3 separate regions of the Mus musculus genome follow, and all the other regions are linked to region 2. A link is a contact called in public HiChIP or PLAC-seq and promoter capture Hi-C data. All regions are on one chromosome and are shown on one strand. The core of a region is the stretch at or near the end of the contact, and the rest is flanking DNA. Distances in the headings are between cores, read along the strand shown. Region 1 holds the start of 1700099I09Rik (RIKEN cDNA 1700099I09 gene). Region 2 holds the start of Ccdc125 (coiled-coil domain containing 125). Region 3 holds the start of Cd180 (CD180 antigen).

Region 1 (3,597 bases), core at 353-2,852, 2.1 Mb after region 2:
AATAGCCAGCTTGGGGAGCAAGCCAGAGCTGAGTTTGCACCTGTTGCTTTCAGTATCTGAAGAGTTGGAGGTCGATAACTGTTGCCTTAATTAAAAAACAAGAGCAAGTCACACCTCCACCTCCAGGAAACCATTAAGGGTTGAGGAAACCAGGCTAAAAGGGAAGCTGGATAATCCTAACCAATGGATGTCTGGAGCAATTGTTCTTATGATATGGTACCCAGTGTCAGCACAAGCAGGGGGCATGGAAGGACATCTATGCTGTTGGGGCAATCTGAGATCTACTGGAGTGGAAACTCTGGGCGTGGGTCTCAGATGCACTGCCCCAGCACACACTGTTTACGAGGGCCCTGGGGAGCTTCTCACGTACATTTCAGAGTATTCGGAACTCCAGCTGAGTGTCTCTGTGGATGGCAACGTTGTGCTTTTGGTCTTGTCCTCAGAGTCATCTTTGTCTTCTCCTGAATTTTGAGTTATGCGATCTATACTGCTGAAAACCTGCGGGGCGAATAACCATTGTTTATGAACTACATCTAAAAAGAGCTTGTCAGAAGTCTTAGGGAAAAAAATTAAAAAACCAAAACCCCGAATATTGAAGTAAAATCAGGAACTGGCAGACCCACACATGGTGGTGCACACCTTTCATCTCAGAACTTGGGAGGCAAAGAGCGGCAGATCTCTGAGTTCTAAACCAGCTTGGTCTACAGAGTGAGTTTCAGGACAGCCAGAGCTACACAGAGAAACCCTGTCTCTAAAAAACCAAACCGAACAAAAAAAATTGGAAACTAGGGCCATGTTGTGGAAAATGCTAACAAGGTTGTGTGCACGCCACAAGAGAGAAGGGTTAAGGTATGAAGACACATTCTTTTCGAGTGGGGGGGCTGGACTGACCCTCTCCTTTCACCAAACCTCAAGGACTCTGTATCTACAAAGAAGAATCGTAGATGCACTCAGGTTTCATGGTTTCGGAGCAATGTACATCTCAGACTGGCTCGGGGCTCAAAAAGTAACCAGATAGAGAAAATGATACAGAAAAGAAAAGGTGTTTAATGGCCGCCAGTCAGGAGTTGAGGTTGCGTGCGGGTAGAGGAAGGGATGGTGTGTTTCAGAACTTAGAGTGGGGCGGGTTCTGGGGAAGAGGGAGCTAACCAGATACCTTTGGCTTACAAATCAGGCAGCTGCAGCTGCAGTTGCAGTTGCAGGAGACTATAGCTTAGGCAAAGAGGCCTCTTTTTAGCCCACTTCTGAATCGCCACAGTCTCTCTAGAGTTAGAAGAAGATGAGGCTAAAGAACAGGAGGCCGGGGAAAATAAAACGCTTTCCAAAGTAAAGAAGCAAACTGTGTAGGAGGAGTTCTGAGAGAGAGCAAAGGATGGGTTGTGTTCTGAGGACCCATCCGATGTCAGTTAAACTTGCTTCAGGACACACATGCTGTAAGTCTCCAGGGAAATCCCTGCCCCCATGTTGGTCCTATAAACAGACAGGGGCAGCACTGGCTGATCTGCAGATGCATTTTGGGTAATCATTCAGGAAAACATACAGAGTGCTTTAAAATCACCAATTGTTATAGAATTCCTAAGGAAGAATCATGCAAAATGCCATGGCAACCACAAAGATGTAGCAACTGAGACTAGCAGAAAGGAGGTAGGGTGCCCTCTGGGTTTATTTCCATTATCCCTGGGTTCCCAACCTACCAAAAAAATCAGGTTGTTTGTTTGTCTGTTTTAAAATCTTACCTGAGTTTATAAAAAGGGATCTCTCTCAATCAATCTTATTTTCTTCTACCATTTCTAAACTTCTATCGTTGTCTTCCCACTGCCTTTTCGATATCAGTTATAATCTCTATTACCGATCAAAATATTTGCTTATCTCAAAGTCAAGTGTCCCCCAAGAACCCTGGCTCATGCAAAGAACTGAGTATCATTCCTGTGTTATACTGTGTCACAATAAGGGGGATCTCTGCACACAGTGACGCCTATGCCCTTCCTCATTGACAAAAGCCTCCACAGACTAGCTCTCAGCTAGACCTTAGGGGGCAGGTAGGCAAGTTCACCACATGACAACTCTCATGAAAGACAACAAAGCGTTGGCATCTTTGCCTCAAAGCAACAATCAACTCCCAAAGTTGGAGCCATGTCTTTAGGGTGGAAAACGGCTGCTTATTAAGTATATGAGACCATTTCCCCAACTAACTGGGAGTTTTGAGTGCTGGAGAACTCACACCCCACAAAGCGCAGGTGCTTTTACAGTCTAGTCCAACTGAGGTGGATACCAAGGTTTTGCATGCTGATGCCCCGTCCCACTTACTTTTGAAAACCTGTGTGAACAGGAAGAAAACTGCCTTATCTCCACGGTGAAGTCCTCATCGTTTGTATCGTCCTCCTCCTCCGTCTCCATGTGATGATACTTCTCTGACCGAGCTGCGGAGGAAGGGTTGGGAACAGTCTGGGTTACTCAGAGAGCTTCTGTATTTAACAGTGACAACTACCCTCTGAGGACCTGGAGCAGAACAACAGGGAGCTTTCTAGAATTTGTAGGTACGAAGTTGGAAAGTGTGAAGTTGGAGATGAACTATGGTTTTGTTTTTGTTTTTCTTTTTTTAAATCTAGGAAAGGCCAAAGGATGTCAGATAATGCACGTACTATCAAAATAACTTGTGTCATCCTCCGATTCCAGTTGGGGAATAAATTCCGCCTTCTGTCTCAGCAAACTGTTCCAGTCTAAGGAGCGGAAGAAACGATGCTGCTTCACTTCATAGGCTCCACCTGGACGGGGAGAGGAGCGAGGCTGAGAGGCTGAACCACCCTCTGTACAGGAAGCACCACGCTTACAAACAGTTCACGATATTTGTTAGCAGAGAAATGAAGAAGTGGTGGAGTCCACACTACCTCCCCCCCCCCCGCCCCCACCTTCTACAACCAAAACTTGAAAAAAAAAATTTCTAGACTTTATCAGCAGGAAATCAGATTTTGCTAACAGCGGTTGCTATAGCACAGATTTTTCTCAGTTAATTTTTCTACGACTTCTTCCATTTTTCAAAGGTTAATGACAGGGCCACTTAAAATCACATTATACTGAACCTGGGGACATGGACGCACGTTGGCCCAAAAACAGACTTGCTCATTACAAACCCTGAAGATCCTAACAAGGTGCAAAATGTGCTTACAGCAAGATTTCTTCTGGAGGGAAGGTTAATAATGATGGATTTTTCCTAAATATTATATAAAGTTTTCCATTCAGTTTTATCAGATTGCTCATTAACACAGGGAAGAATTAGAGTCAGTGCTTTAGATCCTTAAGTAAGGAAACGGCAAATTGGTTAGACAGATTTATAATTCGTCTAACATAAATCAGCCACAGGGGCTAAAGCTGAGGCTTCTGTTTGCCAGATAATTGTGGTAGTGCAGTTTGGTGAGAGGTTTTTAAATTTATTTAATGACTTTAAACAGTTAAAGGGCAAGGCTCACTGAAAATGTATTCACAACATCCCATGGAGAGAGAGGGAAGTGACTTGGTAAGAGCAGGCCCCGCCCTATCCCAGCACTCCAAAAGACCAGGGACTGAAAAAGCATCAGGAAGAAAGATTTCTCAGAAGAC
Region 2 (3,514 bases), core at 850-3,349:
ATTTGGTATAAATGTTAGACTAGCCTTCTAGCCCACCTCTTTACTCAGATCACCTCCCTCCTCCCTCTAGGAAACAATGTTACTGGCTTCTGGTATATTGCAGAGATTTGGTGCCTATAAAATGTGTGTATATACACTTTTTATAAAAATAGTAATAGGACTGAGAAAATGGCTATCAGTAAAGTGTTTGCAAAGACAAGACTTCCATTCCCAGAACCCACCTTTTTAAAAAGATAGGTTTGGTGGCAGGCACTTGCTTATTAACTGAGTGCTGAAGAGGTGGAAACAGGTGGCTCTCTAGCTCTGGGGCTAGCCTAGCCTACTTACTTCATGCATTCCAGGCTGAAGTCTTAAAAATAAGGTGTCTTATTTTTTTAAATATTTTATGTCTTAAAAATAAGATGTGAGGTGCCTGAGGAATAGTCTCCAAGGTTGTCCCCTGGCCTCCATGGGCACACACATACTCTGTATTTTAATTTATGAGAGGATTGTATCATCTCAGAAAATACAAACCTCTCAATTATATTTTAGATAAATTTTTACCATCTTAAAATTCAGATTTAATAGCCCAGCATTAGTGGCACATGCCATTAATCCTAGCACTAGGGAGGCAGAGGCAGATGGGCCTCTCAATTTGAGGCCAGACTGGTTTACAAAGCAAGTCCCAGGACAGCCAGGATAAAGAAACCCTGTCACAGAAGAAGAAAAAAAAAATCTGATTTAAGATTTGGTGACTTTGCCGGGCAGTGGTGGCGCACACCTTTAATCCCAGCACTTGGGAGGCAGAGGCAGGCGGATTTCTGAGTTTGAGGCCAGCCTGGTTTACAGAGTGAGTTCCAGGACAGCCAGGGCTACACAGAGAAACCCTGTCTTGAAAACAACAACAACAACAAAAAAAACAAAAAACAAAAAAAAAGATTTGGAGACTTAAATGTAGTCTCGGGGTGTGGCTCAGTGATGGCAAATGTTTAGATGTACAAAACCTGGCTTAGTCACTCACTGTTCTACTGCTGTGAAAAAACACCGTGACCAAGGCAACTTATAAAAGAAAGCATCTGATTGGGAAGTTTGCTTACAGTTTCAGATGGTGAGTCCACGGCCATCATCGTGGGGAGCACCGCTCTGGAACAGTAGCTAAGAGCTTACACCTGACCCACAAGCAGAAGAGAGAGACTGGTCCACCTTCAGTGACACACCCCCTCCACCAAAGTCACACCTCCTAATCGGTCCCAAACCTAGTAGTTCCACTAACCAGAGACTAAGCATTCGAAAAATATAAGCTTATAGGAGCCATTCTCAAACAAACCGTCACAAGCTCACTGTGATTACCAGCACTTCAAAAAAAGACACACTTCACATCTGTTAAAAGAGTTGCTTGTGTGTGCGGTGTATTTGTAGAATAGACGAATGTAAGTACATGTGTGCACGTGTTAATGGACCTTGCAGTTCACACCAGGTGTCTTCTTTTCTCCATCCCCCTACCCGCCCGCCCCCATGCCCAGGAGTCCTGATATATTAGTTTTAATTAATCAATTTTCCGGTGGACATACGTTTGCAGATTTTTACTATCACAAACACATGAGTGATAACATATATTAGTATGCCGGCAGTCTGAAACATGTTTTTTAATGAGCTTTGAATTCACACAGCCACTCCTGGAAGTAGTGCACTAGTTTCAACACAGGTATAGAATCACGTAGCTAGGTGATTGCATGAAGTTTATGAGAAAGACTCCCAAGATAAAATCCGTTCTAAGTCGGATTTTCCTCATGTCTAAGTAACTAAGGACAATACAGACTAGACTGGCTCTAGTCTGCGAAGTTCATTAGTGCCAGAGAAGGATCTGATGTCTATTTCTACCAGAGTAATCTTCAAGCCTGGGAAAGTGTTTGAAAATAACAAAGTCTTCGGTTAAGGGTATTGGCACAGAGAATTAGAACACAACCATTTCAACAAGGTCATGAAGTTGATCCAGTATGGCGGATGGGTTAGTGCGAGGTAGCACCTGTGATAGGAAAGGAGCAGGGGTCGCTCTCCAGGCATTGCCTCCCGCTCCGCCTGTGCTTCAGCGCTCCCTCTGGCCCAGGCTGCCTTCAGGGTTCCTAACCGGGCTTTCTAATGCCGAAAGCCGGTGTTCCGAGATCTACCTCTCCGGGAACCCCAGCTCCGGCACACTTTTCTCTTAGGGGGTTCCTGAAGTCCCAAGGTTGGGACTCATAATTTTCCATGTATTGACGCTCACCTTGCCCCAGTCTGTTCTAAATCTCAGACTTTTATTTGCCCGTCGGTTTGTCCATCCGGCTTTGGAGCTGAAGTTGGAGGAGGGCAGCTAACATCCGGTTGCACGGAGGCACGGATACTGGGCTCAGGAGAGCTGAAGCGCCGCTGGCCCACCCGGACCTGGCGATCCTTTCGGGTCCCCTGCGGTGGTCGTGCAGTCACGTGGCCCGAGGACGCGTGGCGGAGTGGGGTGAGCCTCTGAAGGGGCGCGCGGGCTGCGCAGCGGAAGGTTCGATCCTTGGGACGGATGCGCAGAGTGCCAGCGTCAGGCCAGGACACCGGGAACCCGCGGTGGGGAGGGTATGGAGCCGAGCTGCCCAGGAGTGGAAACTGCAGGTGGTGGTCAGACTAGCAATAGGGCTCCTTTCCCCACATAGAGCCAGCCATTAATGGTCTGACACCGAAGAATACCGATTTCAAAAACTCTGTTTCTGTCTTTTCTTGCTATTATTTAACTATTAGTTTTGAGCCATAAAGCTGTAACGCACTAAATGCTATGCAATATCCTGGTTTCAATATCTTGAAACAAAAAGGAACGAACAAAAGCCCTCGAGAAAAACAGGAAATCTACGGAAGTGTGTGGTTTAGTTTAACCTGCGCTGGTGTCTTTGTCTCAATTTTTGATAAATGTACCCTGATGCTAACTTTAGAGGAATTTAAGTGACGGGCATAGAGGTCTAAATCTTTGCAACTTATTGTAAATCTAAAATTATTCTAAAGCTAAAAGTTAATATATACAGCCCACAGCAAAGAGAAGCGGCTCATGGTTCACCAAGGAGGGTTTATGTTAGTTTTTTCCCCACCAAGCCGGACAGGACAGGAAGTAGGTAGCTGTTTGATCAACTTGTTTGCTAAAAGCAAAGTTGTCAGGCTGGTGGGGGTAGATCCTGCTGCCTAAGTTTTTCCCTTTGGAATGTGTCCTCTCTCATTTCGCTTCAACAAATATCTTGGAGAATCTGTTAGATGTGAGCAAATGAGACATACCTTTATTGGAGCCATGGAATGTGTTAGGGTAAGAGAGGGACATCCTTAGATCTGTTTAAAAAGTATTGACTCAGCACGGTGTGTAGGGTGGCTCTGTTGGTTCAGGCCAGAAGTTATCATAAATTCAACTAGGAAATTCAAGTGCAAAGGATATGATTTGGGGAGATATTTGTGAGACTTGAAGACTTGGGGATTAAAGGCATGTGAGGATCAAAGAGAAAGGGGGAAATTGATTCCAAATTTACTTGAT
Region 3 (3,779 bases), core at 282-2,781, 2.0 Mb after region 2:
AATTTCCTGAGAGTGATATTTACATGACATTGGGATCGGTGGCTCACAGCCCACATCCCGTCCCTTTGCTTTCTTTATGTTTATGCAGGGCTTTAAGGTTAAGAAAGCGTTTTCCTACAAATGATCCCTTTTGATCCTCATAACTACCATGTGATATAAGCACAACAGCCCCAGTCTTACAGACAAGAAACTACATCCAGGGAACTGTGGTGTCTTTTTTGGAGGTCACTCAGATGGCCAGCAGTGGACCTGAGGCTTAGCCCCTTTGGTTCCTCACTGTGAGGGGTGCCTTCTGTGAGGTAAAGTGCCCTGCCATGCACCTTTATTGGCTTAGATCATGTTTTGCAAATAGCATCTTCAGAGGTATGCTTGTTGGTGAGGATGGCATTTTATGGAACGCCTCGTTACTGAGAACATCCCTAACGAAGCCCAAAGGAGAAGCTTTTCCTGCCCCTGTTCAGCCTCTGCTGAAAGAGAGGAGTGAACATCCCTTGTCCTGTCTACTATTCAAGTCTATTCAATTGTTTTAGAAGGCAACACCAGCTATCCCCCATATATCAACCGGTTCAAGGTCAGAAAAGACCTGTGGTAGCTAAGTTCACTGGGTAAATGCTTGATCTTTTTCTCTCCCTGCCACTCCTTGATCTTCCAAATAATTACTGCCCCTATTGCTTTTTTCTCCCCTCACCCCCTAGAAAGGATTTCCTGTAACCTGGGCTGGCCTCAAACTCCCTCTGACCTTGAGTGACCTATCTTCCTGCCTCTATCTCCGGAATGCTGAATTTCTGGTGGGTATGCCCATGACTGTTTGTTGTATGGGATGCTGGGGATCAAACTTGGAAGTTTAATGCATGCTAAGAAATCACTCTAACAACTGACTTATTCAATGTCAAAGCTATTTCTAAGGCAAAAGGGACCCCAAGCTGATATACTTATTTCTGCTCCAGCTGTCTTGTTTAACTTTGAGCCTTTTGTGAAACCAGACAAGGGGCTTTCACCTGAGCCATTTTAACAGTCCTAAGTCACTAGGGTGAGAGAGAAAGTAATCTGTCCACAGAAAGAACAGCAGTGGTCCAGGAAGCAGATGAGGTTCACTCAGCTAGCAGGACCGTTGGGCCTATCTCCTTCTGCCCCAGTCCCCAGTGTCAAAGCCCTCAGGTTTGCTGCAGGAAAGCACTCTGCCCTGCTCTACCCTTCTCCTAACCACTCACAGGGACAGCTAGAAGAAGTGGTGTCCATTGTGAGTGCAGCAAATTCCTACATCCACAGACTCTCACAAGGATAGAGACTAGAAATTGGCTAAGTGGCCCAAACCCCTTGAAACTGGCTTCAACGCAGTGGGAAGCATCGTAGTGAGATTCTAGAGAGCTGCACAACTCATCCGTGTGTTTGACAGGAAATGCAGTAGGCCATCATGGGGTAGGGCTCTTAGTTATTTTTGGCCAAGATGGTTGGTATGCAAAAAGAACTTCCCCTTTTTTTTTTTTTTTTTTTTTTTTCCTTTTGCATGACAGATCCACAAATGCTGAGCAGCTCCCAGCATTTCGGTTCTAAGATCGACCTTCTGAGCACTTCATTGCCTGCCAAATTGCCAGGGCTATTAGAGTGTGATTAGATTGCTTGGCTCTGAGCATTAGATAATCCTACGCAGCTGGGCTTGCTCTGGACCTGGGATGGCTCCGGACATCAGCTGCTTCTTTTTAGTGGCCCTCTTCTTGGCCAGTTGCCGAGCCACCACATCCTCAGATCAGAAGTGCATTGAGGTGAGTCCAAACTATTTGTCTCTACCCAGCTGCTGACACTTGCTGAAAAACTTGAGATATCGTATACAGATTCATCTGAGCTTTGGCTCGCAGTCTCTACTGTCCTGAAAAGGACAACGGGAGATATCATCAGGGGTTTGGTGCAAAGAGCAGATCCCCTCAATCCTGATGCCTAAAGCTGTTTGTCCACTGTCCTAGGACATGGTCACTCCCCACAGAACCCTTTGGTTTCTTAGCTGTCTTGAGAAGGGCTAGTAAAGACAGGCTCATGCCAAGATTCAGAAAATTTATAAGGATCATTGTGAATACAGATTGATCTTCTCCTCCAATTAGACAAACCCTTCCATCTGTAGGACTAACCAACCAGAGTAAATCTGAGACCCGAGGCAACTCAAACCTTCTGGTTTAAACTGTAACAATATTTATCAATGCATGGGAAACCATGAAGAGAATGGAGAGAGAGAGAATGGCCTCGATCTTTTGCCATCTTAAACCTCCCTACCACTGTCCTTGACCCTGGCCAGTAGCCAGTCCACGTGGGCCTGCTTGACAAATGGCGAAGACAGAAAAGACTGTGAGCCTTGATGGCTCGGTTAGCCGCTTTCCTACTTGGAGACCAAAAGGAGAATGTAGGCCAGGGATAGCTAGAAGTCAAGGGTATAAATTGAACCCAAAGCCAGGACTGGAATAAAGTCTGGAGCAGAAATAAACAGAAGCTTGTTAGCCTTGGATTTGGGTAGACTCGGGATGCTCCCAGACTGAGCAGAAATAGGATACCAGGGAAATCCAAGGCAGGGATGTTATATTAGTTTCTTTGGGTTTCCAGAAGCAGAGCTTCAGAGTGAGGGATTTTACACAGTAGGAATGTATTGTTTGTCGTTTCTGGAGGCTGGAGATCCAGGATGGAGGTAACAGCAAGGTTGTTTTCCTCTGAGGACTTTCCCTTGGCTTATCGTTGGTTGTCCTCTTGTGTCTCTCCCCATGCTTAAGTGTGTCTCATTTTCTCTTATTGGGACATTAGTCATGCTGGCTCAGGACCTACCCAGCATTCCTCATTTTACTGTAATCATATCTTGAAAGGCCTTCTCTCCAGTTATAGTCACTTGAGGCATGGTGTCCTCGGAGTTAGAATCAGTGGCAGGAGTACATGGTTGGGAGGATGGGACACAACTCAGCACATAAAAGAAGTAAAAGAGGGAAGGGCCTTCCTTCAGCAGCCCCAGCTCCACTCACCACATTTAAGCTGGGAGCTCAATGTCATGCATCATGTAGATGTCTTAGGGGGATCAGGATGGGGACATCACCTCAGTGACCAAGGACAAATGCCAGGCACCTGCTGACATCATCTCCAGATGGAATGGTCCTCCCATTCATTGGAGTTTCACAGAGCAAGGCAATATGCAGTGCAGCACTTGTGGGAAGTCAGTCTAGCCCTTCTGAGGCCACAAGGAGTCCAGGAAGGAAGCTTCCAGCGGAGGTACTGAGCCATTCAAACTACCCAAGGATGACACCAGGCTCTGGAGCTGCCAGTTCCCTTTTGTACATGACCCCTACATTGGCAGAGGGAAGAGGAATGGGGCAAAAAGAGAGAAGTTGTCTGCCTTAGGCCTCCAGTACTGTGCCTTTCAGGTCCTGAGGGTGGGGCTCAGTGCATCCCCTAAAGACCCTGTGTTTTATTAACATTCAATCTCTCTTCTCTCTTCCCCCTTCCCTCGTTTATTCTTTCTAAGCAGCTGAGTTCCTAAACTGTTTAATGCATGAATATGATGGGAGCCTGTTTCTAAGTGTTCCTGACCTCTAGGGCACAGGCACGTGGGAGAATGCAGGGCCGATTAGGAAAGACTATGCTTTTGGTTTCCATGTGTGGTCTCCTCCATCCAAACTAGCCTGCCTCGACCCAGCCTTCTCCTTACTTCCTTTTCTTCCACTTCCCACTTCAAGCATCAGTAGGCACTTGCTGCCTGTCTGTCCCCGTGACTCACCATCCGGAGCTTATCTTGCCTACCATGATAAGAA

The links. Promoter capture Hi-C pulls out the DNA fragments that hold promoters and counts their contacts. HiChIP or PLAC-seq counts read pairs in DNA pulled down with a chosen protein or histone mark.
Region 1: a contact with region 2 is called in an H3K27ac HiChIP or PLAC-seq map of embryonic stem cells, with 4 times the contacts expected there. The contact joins the promoter of 1700099I09Rik here to the promoter of Ccdc125 in region 2. A contact is called at or near these places in 1 of 39 promoter capture datasets (pre-B cells) and 2 of 115 datasets of contacts at active chromatin or transcription factors (embryonic stem cells and large pre-B cells).
Region 3: a promoter capture Hi-C map of pre-B cells shows a contact between it and region 2, with 4 times the contacts expected there. The contact joins the promoter of Cd180 here to the promoter of Ccdc125 in region 2. A contact is called at or near these places in 2 of 39 promoter capture datasets (embryonic stem cells and pre-B cells) and 1 of 9 other capture datasets (liver).

Annotation. Positions count from the first base shown.
Region 1 is chr13:102,758,653-102,762,249 of GRCm38.p6, forward strand. 1700099I09Rik (RIKEN cDNA 1700099I09 gene) reads left to right here and starts at 1,603. Exons shown (of 2, transcript NR_130318.1): 1 at 1,603-1,644; 2 at 2,610-3,244. Mast4 (microtubule associated serine/threonine kinase family member 4) reads right to left here. Exons shown (of 29, transcript NM_175171.3): 20 at 2,643-2,765; 21 at 2,308-2,420; 22 at 371-498; 23 at 1-85.
Region 2 is chr13:100,667,382-100,670,895 of GRCm38.p6, forward strand. Ccdc125 (coiled-coil domain containing 125) reads left to right here and starts at 2,100. Exons shown (of 12, transcript NM_183115.5): 1 at 2,100-2,470.
Region 3 is chr13:102,692,027-102,695,805 of GRCm38.p6, forward strand. It overlaps Cd180 (CD180 antigen), which reads left to right and starts at 1,532. Exons shown (of 3, transcript NM_008533.2): 1 at 1,532-1,763. The coding sequence starts at 1,674.